Linked DNA regions of Mus musculus: all the other regions are linked to region 3. A link is a contact called in public HiChIP or PLAC-seq data. All regions are on one chromosome and are shown on one strand. Each heading gives the region's core, a stretch centred on a gene start, on an enhancer-like site or on the middle of the called end of the contact. The rest is flanking DNA. Distances are from core to core; before and after follow the strand shown. Region 1 overlaps Arnt2 (aryl hydrocarbon receptor nuclear translocator 2). Region 2 overlaps Gm26708 (predicted gene, 26708). Region 3 holds the start of Mesd (mesoderm development LRP chaperone). Region 4 overlaps Arnt2 (aryl hydrocarbon receptor nuclear translocator 2).

Evidence for each region. HiChIP or PLAC-seq counts read pairs in DNA pulled down with a chosen protein or histone mark.
Region 1: a contact with region 3 is called in an H3K4me3 HiChIP or PLAC-seq map of bone marrow-derived macrophages, with 2.9 times the contacts expected there. The contact joins the enhancer-like site here to the promoter of Mesd in region 3. A contact is called at or near these places in 12 of 115 datasets of contacts at active chromatin or transcription factors (the 230-238 cell line, the NIH/3T3 cell line, bone marrow-derived macrophages and 7 more) and 3 of 9 other capture datasets (embryonic stem cells, liver and pancreatic islet).
Region 2: a contact with region 3 is called in an H3K4me3 HiChIP or PLAC-seq map of bone marrow-derived macrophages, with 3 times the contacts expected there. The contact joins the enhancer-like site here to the promoter of Mesd in region 3. A contact is called at or near these places in 1 of 484 Hi-C or Micro-C datasets (embryonic stem cells) and 17 of 115 datasets of contacts at active chromatin or transcription factors (SST interneurons, bone marrow-derived macrophages, embryonic forebrain and 5 more).
Region 4: an H3K4me3 HiChIP or PLAC-seq map of bone marrow-derived macrophages shows a contact between it and region 3, with 4 times the contacts expected there. The contact joins the enhancer-like site here to the promoter of Mesd in region 3. A contact is called at or near these places in 3 of 39 promoter capture datasets (cranial neural crest, maxillary cranial neural crest and second pharyngeal arch cranial neural crest), 2 of 484 Hi-C or Micro-C datasets (embryonic stem cells and uterus), 23 of 115 datasets of contacts at active chromatin or transcription factors (the 230-238 cell line, the NIH/3T3 cell line, bone marrow-derived macrophages and 14 more) and 3 of 9 other capture datasets (adipose tissue, embryonic stem cells and macrophages).

What each region holds. Positions count from the first base shown.
Region 1 is chr7:84,384,965-84,388,165 of GRCm38.p6, forward strand. The region is part of intron 1 of Arnt2 (aryl hydrocarbon receptor nuclear translocator 2); the gene reads right to left. Among named protein-coding and RNA genes, the nearest start is that of Arnt2, 23 kb to the right of the region's middle. Within about 2 kb of position 1,692, at least 29 of the 459 cell types and tissues checked have an H3K27ac peak or open chromatin away from gene starts, as enhancers often do. A contact at or near this core is called in bone marrow-derived macrophages, where this site is marked.
Region 2 is chr7:84,240,140-84,243,294 of GRCm38.p6, forward strand. All of the region lies in intron 2 of Gm26708 (predicted gene, 26708), which reads left to right. The region is part of intron 2 of LOC117997403 (a long non-coding RNA gene); the gene reads left to right. Among named protein-coding and RNA genes, the nearest start is that of Gm26708, 8.7 kb to the left of the region's middle. Within about 2 kb of position 1,867, at least 4 of the 459 cell types and tissues checked have an H3K27ac peak or open chromatin away from gene starts, as enhancers often do. A contact at or near this core is called in bone marrow-derived macrophages, where this site is marked.
Region 3 is chr7:83,890,841-83,893,674 of GRCm38.p6, forward strand. It overlaps Mesd (mesoderm development LRP chaperone), which reads left to right and starts at 1,426. Exons shown (of 3, transcript NM_023403.4): 1 at 1,426-1,635. The coding sequence starts at 1,450.
Region 4 is chr7:84,331,152-84,333,990 of GRCm38.p6, forward strand. The region is part of intron 5 of Arnt2 (aryl hydrocarbon receptor nuclear translocator 2); the gene reads right to left. Among named protein-coding and RNA genes, the nearest start is that of Gm30873, 4.3 kb to the right of the region's middle. Within about 2 kb of position 1,485, at least 50 of the 459 cell types and tissues checked have an H3K27ac peak or open chromatin away from gene starts, as enhancers often do. A contact at or near this core is called in the NIH/3T3 cell line, bone marrow-derived macrophages, embryonic basal ganglia and 2 more, where this site is marked.

The DNA of each region.
Region 1 (3,201 bases), core at 442-2,941, 490 kb after region 3:
TAACTCCAAGATAAGCTCCTCCCTTCCAGGAGAATGCTTTATTTCTTGAGTCATCAGAGCAGACATCATGGTAGGGTAGTCTAATACAGAAGCGATGAGTCCTATGACCCAAGAAACGGTTCAAATGTCTTCATCAAAGCAGATGAGAGACACTAAACACAATTGCTTAAGCCTCAGCTGGCTGGCCCGGAGCTACAGAAGAAGCCTAGCTTCTTGGGTTAGCACACCTGCTAACTCCACTGCCTCATCCTGTCTCTCTGAGTTAGTAACCTTACCACCCCAAGTGTGAGTCACATACAAAATAATCTAATCCAATAATTTGTGTTGGTGTTGTGGACTGAATTGCGCCTCACCAAATGCGCATGTTGAAACCTTAACCCCTAAAATTATATACTGGGAGAGGAGACTTTCAGGAGTCACCAGGTCTAGATAATGTCATCAGAGTGGGCTCCCACAATGGGCTTAGTGCCTTATGAGAGGAGACACCATCCCTTTCTCTCTGCCACATGTGGTTAGAAGAGGAAGATGTTTGGCTAAAAACCAGGATGACAGCCATAGCTAGTGACTGAATTGATTGGCACCTTGATCCTAGACTTCCCAGCCTCCAAACCAAGAGAAACTAAATCTCTGTGTTTTTACACACACCATCTATGGCAGTTTGTTATGATAGTCTGAGCTGAGGAGTCCACGGATATGTTTAAGATGTGAAATGTATTCTCTAAATAAAGTAATGTAATGAAACCAGTGACAGAATCATCTTTCTTGTTCACGAACCCCAGTTTAAGAAGAAAGTTCAATGAAAGGTGATAAACTATTTATTCAGCTCCTAGATTCCCGAGGTTCCTCCCTTCTCATGTGGTAGCCTTCACAGAAAGGAGAAATTGAGAAGTTGCATCTTGCTTCACATGCTCATGGTGATCTATAGACCTTGTGACTGCTGTTACATTTATCCTATTAAGAAAATACCTTATTTTTTATAGTTAAGAGAAATGACTGCTCTTCTAGAGAATTTAGGTATGGGTCCCAGCCCATATTGTGGCTCACAACCATCTGTAACTCCAGTATAAGGGGATCCAACATTCTCTTCTGGACTCTGTAGGTACTGTGTGCACATAGTACATAGACATACATGAAGGCAAACCACTTAAACACATAAAATAAAAGTTAAAAAAATTAAAAATATTACATTAGAGCTGGAATTGCAGGTTATGATAGAAAATCTGCCTAGCATGTAAGAGGTCCTAGGTCCAGCCCAAATGTTGTATTCCATATACTATATACTATATAACACACACACACACACACCAATATGCTGAAATCCAATGCTACTCCAGTTGTACTTAAAACAGATTAGTACAGCTAAATCATAACCAGTAATTCACATTTAACAGAAAGCACAGGCTTTGAATGTCTTCTATACTAATTCCAAAAGATGACAGGCAACCAGTCTAGTTCTTTCCTTCCTCTTTATCTACATACTCAATAAATGGTGTTTTAACGAGTACTTAATTCAAGTGAGCACGGTGGACAGACTCAGGGGTTATATAGGGAGTAGATATAAACTTAGCACTCAGAGGTAGCCCTGCCTGTGCTCTTCTGAAGAAGTGGTTCTTGTGGAGGATAGCAGTACTCACACATACCCTCCAGTTTTCAGAAATAGCACAACCACACAGGAAGCTGTACTGGCAGAGTCAGCAAGTTAGCTATGTGTTTCTAAAGTCAAAGACCACACAGCACTTCAGGCTCCAGAGAAGGGCAAACAGTCTTGGTGAGGGGGTTTCCAGAGGTGGTTAACTGAGGATGTAGGTGCCACCCTGCATTTAGCATCATCTCTAGGTGGGAATCCTGAACTGAATGAAAGGAGAAGGAGCTTAGCACCACCATCATCTCCCCTCTACTTCCTCTGTGGACACAGTGTGGCCAGCTGTCTCTCACTCTTAACACCACAGGTAGAGCTGGTCCTGCAACCACACCTTCCCCACAATGAGGGACTATAATACAGTCAGGTTGACAATAAAGATAAGTGTGCTGTCTCCTCAATAAGTAAAACTCTGCAAAAGCAGTATGCAACCCACTAATCAGCCCAAACCTGTGACGCTCAAAAGCACCTTATCCATGCTGTGCTGCCTGTCCTGGGCCCTCCTCCCTTCTAGTAACAACACTGAGATCCTTATTTGATGCATGTCCCTTATTCGTAGTCTGTGTGATTCAGATGAATCTGCCCCCAGGACAGCTCCCTGCCCAAATCAAACCACTCAGAGAATGTGACTTTGACCAAAGACTGATACAAGGATGCCACTTGATCCTCCTATCTGGGACAGCTGCTGGGTTTCCCAATGGTGAGACAATGCTGGGCTTCAATCAGGACAGACCATGGCAGAGAATAAAACTAGAAATGAGGAGGTGGGCCAAGTCAAATGCCCATCTAAGCATCAAGTTTTATGGCAAAAGTATGGATAGAAATTAGTAATCTCACTAATATGTCAGATTTTAACATATCTCCTAGTATATTTTTAGCCATGTAACATTATCATGTTTCTTTTATTCCAGCAATGAACAGCAGTACCACCTGGCCTATAGGGGACCTGTTCCTACACCCCCAGTTCAGGCCAACAGGGGACCTGGACACCTCCAGAAGCATGCAGAGCACTCAACCCCACATGTGCTATTTTTCCTACACACATACCCTATGGTTAGTTCAACCTATAAATCAAGCACAATAAGAGATCAGCAATAACTATTATTAAAAACAGAACAATTATAAGAGCATACTATCATAAAGCTTACTTAAAACATGTAAATTGATGATTTCTGGAAATTTTCATTTACTATTTTCAGACCCTGTAGATCCTTAGTAAATGGAGAAAACAAAGCTGTGGGTGAGTAGACCACTGTTCACACAGCTTAACACTGAGAAAGACATCCATAGCCTAGATAAAAGACAGATGTGTAGTTATCTCAATATCAAAGAAAAGGACATTGGCACAACCGCTCCTGTGACTCAGAATGACATAAGTGTCCTTAGCATGAAGGACGGGTTCTGAGTTGTCCTCAGTATGGCCACGGCTCAGATGATATGAAAATGGGTGTTTAACCACTTGTGAACCAGTTTCAGATCAAGGATGACAGTGGACTCTGTGAGGTGCTGAAATAAACAGGCTACATGCACCATCTCATCCATGCACACAGCTCTTTTGTGAC
Region 2 (3,155 bases), core at 617-3,116, 350 kb after region 3:
TTTTTCTTCTGTGTGTGTGTGTGCTGTACTTATGTCTCTATGTGTTCGTGTGTGAGGGCACACTTATGTGTGGAAGGGTACACACATTTTGTGGAGGCCAAAGTCTGACGTCAGCTGTCCTTGATTGCTTTTCCCTCTATGTGGAGGTAAGATCTCTTGTTGAACCCGGAGCTCACTAATATGGCTAGACTATCTAGCCAGCTTGCTCTACTGATCTTTTCTCTGCCTCCCGAGGGCTGGAATTACAGGCTGGCTACTGAGATCTTCCTGCATTCATATGGGCTCTGGAGAGCAGATCTCTGGCCTTCACACTTAAGTAACAAGCACTTTACCCATTGAGCAGTCTCCCCAGCCCTCAGCTGTACTCTCTTGCTAAGGCTTTTGGGAAAGAAAAGAAAACCCCCTTGACCTTCTAGGACTCTTTCCTCATCTGGGAACAAGGACTCAGCTGTTGCAGAGATTCATGCCAGCTCCAGCCTTCTGTGGCCTTGCAAAATCCTGTCCACTTCCTCCTCTCCAGGACCCTGCCTTCCTTGCCAACAAATCCTGGGGTCCTGGGCTGGGTGACTACAAGTGCTCGATTCCCAGGACTAAAGGCATTTCCTGGAACGTGGGGCTTCTGCTGCGAACAGTGGAAAGTCCCAGGTAAACAAAGACAGGCTGCTCCTCCCAGCTCTTGGAAAAATAGGTTTCTTTGAGTTCAAAGTCTTGTCTATAACTTCAGTATCAAAATAGTACAGAAACAGTAATTTTTTTTAAAGAAAGGATTGGATTTTGTCTGTAGCATTTGTGAATGTATGAGTGTGTTTGCACGTACCTGCCCATATGCTGTGTATTTGGGTTATGTACTTAAGAACGTGGATGTGTTCATATGCAGATGGAGACCAGAGGTCAATACTGGGTGTCTTTCGAGCTCTCTCCACCTTGAGTCTCTGAGACAAGGTGGCTCTCTGAATCTGAGGTTCATTGACTCTAAGGCTGACTCATCAATGAGCTTCAGGATCTGCCTATCCATTCCCTCTTCCATAGCCCTGGGATTGAAAGCAAGTGTCACCACGCTGTGCATGGACATGGGTGCTACGGTCCATACTCAGGCGTCCACACCTGTGGTACAGCGGTTTACTGACTGCCCCATCTTCCCAGAGAGGCTTGGGCCACACTCATCTCTGCCTCCCCAGTGCTGTGATTACAAGCATGTGTTATTGTGCCGTGGTTTTTTGTTTTGTTTTGTTTTGTTTTTAAATTGGGCTCTGAAATTTCTGCCTTCAAGAAATGTAATTTACTATCCTCTCATCCCAAACTGTGTCCCTTACACTTAAAATATGATAGGATCATTTCCATGCAAGTATTTCCTAGTTCTTCTCTGTGTTGCCAAGGTTTGATCCTTGTTTCAGGGACACTGCCTGAGTTTGGTGTCTTCAGAAATAGAATCTACTCAAAATGTGTGTGAAAGTGGCTTATTAGGGGAGAGTTCACAGAGAAAGTGGAAGGAATATGGAACCTCCATCTGTCAGTACCTCCACCCTGTACTTCCACAGAAGATCAAACCAAACCAAACCAAACCAAACCAAACCAAACCAAACCAAACCAAACCAAACCAAACCAACCAACCAACCAACGGAAGAGGAAGAGATGAAGGGCAGCTGACAGCAACCCCAGGTTTGGGTGTGTGAAGGTAGAGGACATCTCACTTCAGCAAGGGGCTCAAATCTAGAGATACTGAGCAAGGCCATAGCGTCAAGTTCACACAGAGGGAAATGATCTCACCTCCACAGAAAAACTCTGGAGAAAGCATGAGCTATATGTACTGCACCACAGAAGCCAGTGGTAGTGCCTCAGCTCCTCTGAGTCATTGTCAGGAGGCTGACTGACGGGATGTAATGTCATTGGCACACCACTTTGTGCTTTGACAAAGCAGGACCTTACAATGTGAGGATGGTGCTTTGACCTGGCTTAAAAGAAAACACAAAGATGGTAGTCATGGAAGTGTCCCAAGGGGTAGACTTGTTCTTCCTAAGAGGACAACAGTAGATGACAGGGTCTCTAAGAGGACAACAGTAGGTGACAGGGTTTCTACTGACCTCTCTGGTTTGCTTAGCCAGGCTGCATGCTCTCATCCCAATGCTCCTAAGCGCCTCATTTACATCCATCACCACACTGAGGGCAAAGGATCACAGATCCATCTATGAGTGATCCTTGGGCTCACTCATGCAATGAGGACCAACATTTCTATCCTGGCCACAGCCGTATCTTCTGCCTCTTCCATTTCTTCATCTTCAAACCATTTGCCTGGGACATCCCTTCACTCCATGAGCTGGTCAGGAATTACCTCTTTCCCTATGCTTTTCAATTCTTGCCCCCTCTTCACTGAGAATCTCTCTCTCTCTATCTCTATCTCTCTCTCTCTCTCTCTCTCTCTCTCTCTCTCTTTTTCGAGACAGGGTTTCTCTGTGTAGCCCTGGCTGTCCTGGAACTCACTCTGTAGACCAGGCTGGCCTCGAACTCAGAAACTGGCCTGCCTCTGCCTCCCAAGTGCTGGGATTAAAGGCATTCACCACCACGCCCAGCACCGAGAATCTTTATTGACATGGAGGATTCAGCTTAGATGAAATGCCACCCTCTGCCCCTTTGCATGCCCTTACCTCCCATCTGTAATCTAAACACGAAGGAAGAATGCTTATCTGGATGTATCTCCAGTAAAACTAAGGGGCAAAGCTCTGGGACCCCCAGCTGAGATGCTTGTTTCCTGAGTATTTCTAGTCCTAGCCATGTCTTCACTTTGCAGCCTGCTTCTGATTTCAATGTTTCTGGTATAACCAAATGCACTCATGTGTCCACCTCTTCTCTCAGCTTCCATATCACAGCTTGAAACAGCAATAAAAACACAAGATACTGGCTTATAGCCAGCATAGGGCTGGGGCACTGAGACATAACTGGAATCCTTGAGTTTGCCAGCAGTCAATATGGGCTTACTCTAGATAGGGGCCATGAAGGAAGAGTGGGGGACCCAAAGAGCAGTGAGTTCCCTACCACTCAAAGGTCAGGAGTTGGGTACCATGGACTCTGAATTATGATGAACATAAATTCCAAAGTCCAGAGGCAGCTTTCACCAAGAATAATTTCTTCTTATGTCTTCTTCCAGAGGAGTTGGTAGC
Region 3 (2,834 bases), core at 176-2,675:
GGCAGATTTCTGAGTTTGAGGCCAGCCTGGTCTACAAAGTGAGTTCCAGGACAGCCAGGGCTATAAAGAGAAACCCTGTCTCGCAAAAACCAAAAAAAAAAAAAAAAAAAAAAAAAAAAGAACCCAAGTATGCTTAGTAATTAACACAGTATGCTGATATAAACATTGAAAACCCATTCTTGAGATACATTTGTAAATATAGAAATAAATTGTATGCATTATGTGGCACTTTGGGGTCAGTACTTAAGGTATAGTTTTTGAATATTTTCCAACTACACCAAGGTTTCATGTCTTATGATATAATTTGAAATTTTAAAGAAATCAGATCTGCCACTTAAAGCTTAGGAAACTTTAAAGTATCTCTGACCCCAAGTATTTTAATTTTGAAGATCTTAGTGGTCAAAATCTTGTAAAATAGAAAATAAAATTAGGGTGGTTTTGTCCTATAGGTTAAAGCCACAGTGGTAGATGAAAATCAGAAGAGACAGGAACTATTTTAAACAATAAAAATGGTTATCAATTAAATGGGTTTTTTTTTCCAGTTTAATTGACAGTGATATTGAAAGAATGGTGGGTCGAAAATCATCCGTGGAGCAGAATAACAATAGACCCTATAATTACAGTCTTCGAGAAAAGTTGCCCTAGCTGTCCTTAGCTTTTCAGCAGGCGGTTTGTTCTTGCTAGAAATTACTAGGGAGCGTAGTTGAATGTCAACACCCTGAAAAGGGCCTCAGGGTCAAGGTAGTTTGCATATCTTCCAACTCATTCATTTCATAGGCTTCGAGGACTCTGTCACTGAAACCCTGAGGGAACTTTCAGACCCTGGCTAGAGAATGAGAGACAAAAGGGCTGACTTCTAACAAAACCCCCAAATAGTGGAGAAAGCACAGTTGGGCAGGACCCAGCTAGAGTAGATTGTTTGGCCAGGCCAAGGGGCGGAGCTCGCGGGGCGGAGCCTGGCAAGGGGAGGAACCAGGAGGAAGAACCCTTGGTCCCCAGCCAGGTGAGCTCCCAGAGCTATGGGGCGGAGTCTGGTGAGGAGGCGGTACCCTAGGGGCGGAGTCAGGAGACCGTGGCTGAGGGGTGGAGTCAAGTGGTGAAAGGCTCGATGACGGGGAGGAGCCTGAGGTTGGGAGCCCCAAGGGAATGCAGTTGTGGGCGGAGCCAAGGGGGTCGGAGCTACCGGATGAGGTCCGGACAGGAGGAACCAGAACGAGGCGGGGTGCGGTAGGCTACGGACTCCTCGGAGGCGGAGCCATTGGGACTTGAGTCCGCGAGGGTGGGACGGGGTCAAGTACTGGGTTTAGTTCTGCGCAGAACACGCTTAGGGACTGGATTGGAAGGCCGGGGGCGGGGTGGGGGCGAGGCCCCGGCGTCCGGACTCCGCACGCTGTCTGCGCAGGCTCATTGTGCCTTACGCTGGGCAGTCCGTTACGCTAGGCTGCTAACATGGCTGCCTCCAGGTGGCTGCGCGCGGTTCTACTGTTTCTGTGTGCCTCGGACCTTCTGTTGCTCCCTCCTCCTAATGCCTACGCGGCGGACACTCCGGGCGAGGCCACCCCACCTCCACGGAAAAAGAAGGACATCCGCGATTACAACGATGCCGACATGGCGCGACTTCTGGAGCAGTGGGAGGTCTGTGTCGCCTGCACACTTCTGAGCATCTCCCATACAGATCCCTTTTCTCCTAACCCTTACCCTCTCGGACATTTGACCTTCTGACTTTTGTCCCCTGATCCCGCTCGCTGCCCTCTGAGGGTCTTTCTTGAAATGTCTCCCAGTACCCGTTGACTCCCGCGTCTCTCTTCATTCCACCACGGCTCAGGCCTCTCGCCCAGTGTCTTTCGCTATCATGGCTCCTCAGCCACTCCAGTCAGCACTTGGACTCTCACCAGTCAAGCCCTACTTTCCTTGCTATGTCGCAGGGGTCTCTACATTGATCTTGGTGGTTTGTGAGCCGCGAACAGGGAGCGAGCGCTCCTGAAGAGCATTCCCTCCTTCCTCCTCCTGTTCTGGAGTGAATGGGTTCTAAAGGTGGTCTCTCAACTTTTTTTTAGCTTTGATAGAGATCTTTCCAAATATAGAGGGTTTCCGACTTCTTTTGGTGTATATTCCTGCTGGGGCTTTTGTAATTTCTTGGGTGGGTTTATTTTACTGGTAAAGGGAACTAAGGCATATCTCATATGCAACTCAGGTTTTTCATTGATGGGAGTAGTGGACTTGTTTTGTGAGAGGCCGAATTCTGGTCTGTTACTTGATTGCATTTGGGGTATGCAAAAGGTTCTAAGGAGGGATTCCTGATCAAAAGTACACTGCAGCCCTTGATTGTACTGTCGTATTTGATTGGCACAGCTGATGGAAAGGAATCACACACATAGCTATATTCACTGTGTAAGGTTCTCTGCCAGAGAACTTTTCAGAGTTTGTTTCCAATGCTGATTTTTTTTTTAACTTGTGGCTAACTATATTGTTGGAAGGAGGTAAGACTTTTGGGCATACATTTAAAATATCCACCTGTTGGATTTGACTTAAAAAGGGGGGACTCCTGTTGTTGTTCTCTGTACCCAACAGAAGAATTGGAGTAGTGGGGCCATGGTAGTGCAAGGTTGTAATTCCAGCACTTAAGAGACTAGTGGAGGAGGCTAGCCTTAGTTAAACCTGGGCTACATAGTAAATTTCAAACTGGTTTGGGCTCCACTGTGAGATTCTGGAAAGAAAATTTGGAGTAGATTTGAGTGGGTATGACTCCTTTCAATTTCCAACTGTCCTTTTTGGACTCTAGTAAATAATGCCTTTTAACCTGCTAAAGTGAACCTTGCCTTGTGAGAGGCCTA
Region 4 (2,839 bases), core at 235-2,734, 440 kb after region 3:
TTCTTAGATTCCAAAAAAACATTTCCTTCCCACAGCCAGAAGAGCCTTTATCTATAAAAATGCAAATTAGAGCATGCTAACATTCTTCTAGGGACTGCATCTTGCGCTATGAGTAAATCTCAAATGCAAAAATGGCTCTCTAGGGCCATCACTAGCTGGCCTGTCTCATCACACTCACAAAAACTTCCCTTCTGAGACTGGCTAATCCCACAGGCTGACCATGTAAATTATGAATCTCCACTCTCTGAATCATTTCCCTGCTGCACATCCCCCAACATAGGAGTGAGGGTCCCTGTTCTTATCCTAGCATCTTCTTTCCTTTGAGCACACAGAGCCTTTTCATCCTGGGCTTACCATGTGACTGTCTGTGGCCCAGCCTCTCTGGGAGTTCTGCTGTGGATGATGAGCATGTCGAGTTCATTTCCAGCTGTATCTTCCATCTCCATCAGAGATGCATGTCTAATAATTTGTGGAATAAAAGACAGATTGTGGACTGCAAAAAAAGAAGCCCTCCTCACTCATAAAAAGTGGGTACTAAGCCTCAGGGACTAGACTCAGTCATAAACCAAGGCATTGCCAGCTCCAAGGAGAATGGAGACCAGAGAGCCCCATTACCTTGGCTTCAGTCTTAGCATACCTGACACTTGCTTTATCAGATCATCTCGGGCAAACCACGGCAAGCTTAGGTCTCACCAGTTCTGGCGCGGGCCTCTTTTGCTTTGAAGGACTTTTCAGATATTCCACAGAGGTTCCTCTAGGCCTCTTGTTCCAGGAGGACTGGAGTGTCCCTCCCCTCATTTGTTATGGGCTCCCACCTGCATTTTCTTCATGACACCACTTGGCCTGAAGCTTCCCCTTTCAAGCCTGGGGTCGGTGACTGCTTAGGATAGGGTGGCCAAAGAGTTTCTTGTTCCAATTGGGGCAAATTTTGTGCAATTTATACTTCGGATCCCCATTCATACAGGTCATATTTCTCCTGAACCTAGTTTCTTTTCTGACCTCCCCTGACCTTTCCCCATCTCCCTCAACATTTAGTCCCAAGAGTGTTCACATAGCTGTGTGCAACTATGTGTCTAGGGAACTCCACTAAAGATAAAGGTACCAAAGACAGGAAAAAGGAAGCTGAGATATGGCAGGTATGCTCTGAGCACCATCCTCACATCAACACTGAGGAGAAAGTAAAGGCTTAGGGAGAATCCCAACCTTGATCAAGGTCATCCAGCAGAACTGAATCTATCTCTATAGCTCCTACCATCAGCTCACTGATAGTCTGCTAGTGTGAAAGTCTCCTAACCAATGCAACTCAATGCACTGTTTGAGACAGTGGCAGATTCATGGGCTACAATACTTAGTGTGCTGAATACAAACATACTGAAGTGGAAATGGCTCTCTCCCAAGGTGACTGGCTTTATTGCTACCTACATTCAAAACCACGAGGCCATGTCACAAACGAGTCATAGTGGGAAAGCTATAAAGGACAGGCGGGATTGGCCTCCACAACCTCACTATATAGAGCTCTTGTGATTCTCAGTCCTCAAAACATGTGCACTGGGTCAAGGTTAAAGAACGACATTGTAAATAGCTCACTGGGGAGTAATTTATGTCATCACTCGAAGGGGAAAATTGCAAACCATCCATGCATCTTTCCATTGGATCAATGCCTAAGCACGCAACTGGCAGAGAAGGCTTTTCGTCCGGGTGTAAGCAAAGAATTTACAAAAATAAAGGGAAAACTGGATGCAGATGCTTTCTTCAATTAGCATTTACTGAAAAGGCAGTGAAGAGGAAAGGCAGAGCTTATGCATGGATTTCCATTCAACCGTTTGCCTTGGGTCATGCCACTTCAGGGGGAGATGTGTGTCATTCCTTGGTGAAGCTGGAGGAAACTATTTTAATTTTCTCGAGCACACTGGGGTTTTGCAATCAAGCTATTTTTAACTGAAGGCTGCACAAAGTCTGACCATCACGTGAGGTTTTTACCAAGATCTAAATCATAGCACCAGGAAGCAATGATTCAGTGTCTCTCAAAATGTTCCAAACAACTCGAAATAATTACATCTTCCTGAAAACAATACTATTCCCAGGCTATTTTTGTCATTGGGGGGGGGGGTGGTCTGTGGACTCGCTGCTTGGGTATAAAGGTTAAGATGAAAGATACTTGGTGAAGAAGTGGAGACTCTGGCAGTGTTTAAAGGGCAGATGCTGTGGATTTTCCATCATGCTATACATCTTTAACATTCTGTTTCTTGGTGGAGTAAAATCAAAAGTAGTCTTTTCATCTTTTTTAATTCTCTCTCCTAGGTACTGGGCAGATTGGACTGTACTCTGTTTGTGGTCTCTTCCCTTTTATTTTTTGTCGTTCCCAGAGATTGTATCGGGATATTGGAATTCTTAGATTCTGGTTCATGCTGGAACCACAGAGTTGCTTTTAAAAATACAGATGAGGGGACTGAAGAGATGGCTAAGAGGTTGGAAAAACTTGTTGCTCCCGCAGAGGATGAGGACTTGAGCTCAAATCCCAGCTCACATCAGTTAATAACTCCAGTTTCAGGGGATCTAAGGCCCTCTTCTATCCCCAGAGGCACAGGTAGGCATGGGTCTGAATCTGCTTCTGCCAATGCGGCCACTGCAAAGTTGCAGGTCTGATCCAAGGCAGGAGGAAGCTGGCTAGGACTCATGTATCAGATGGTGAGCCGAGTCAGAACAAAGAAGGGCAAATGAAGACAGACAGAAGCCCAGTTTAGAACTCAGGCAGCTGTGAATGCATAAGCAAGAATCCTGAAGAGGTAGGCTGGCTGCTTGGATCTGATGGTCTGGATTCCAACCCCAGCAAACCTGA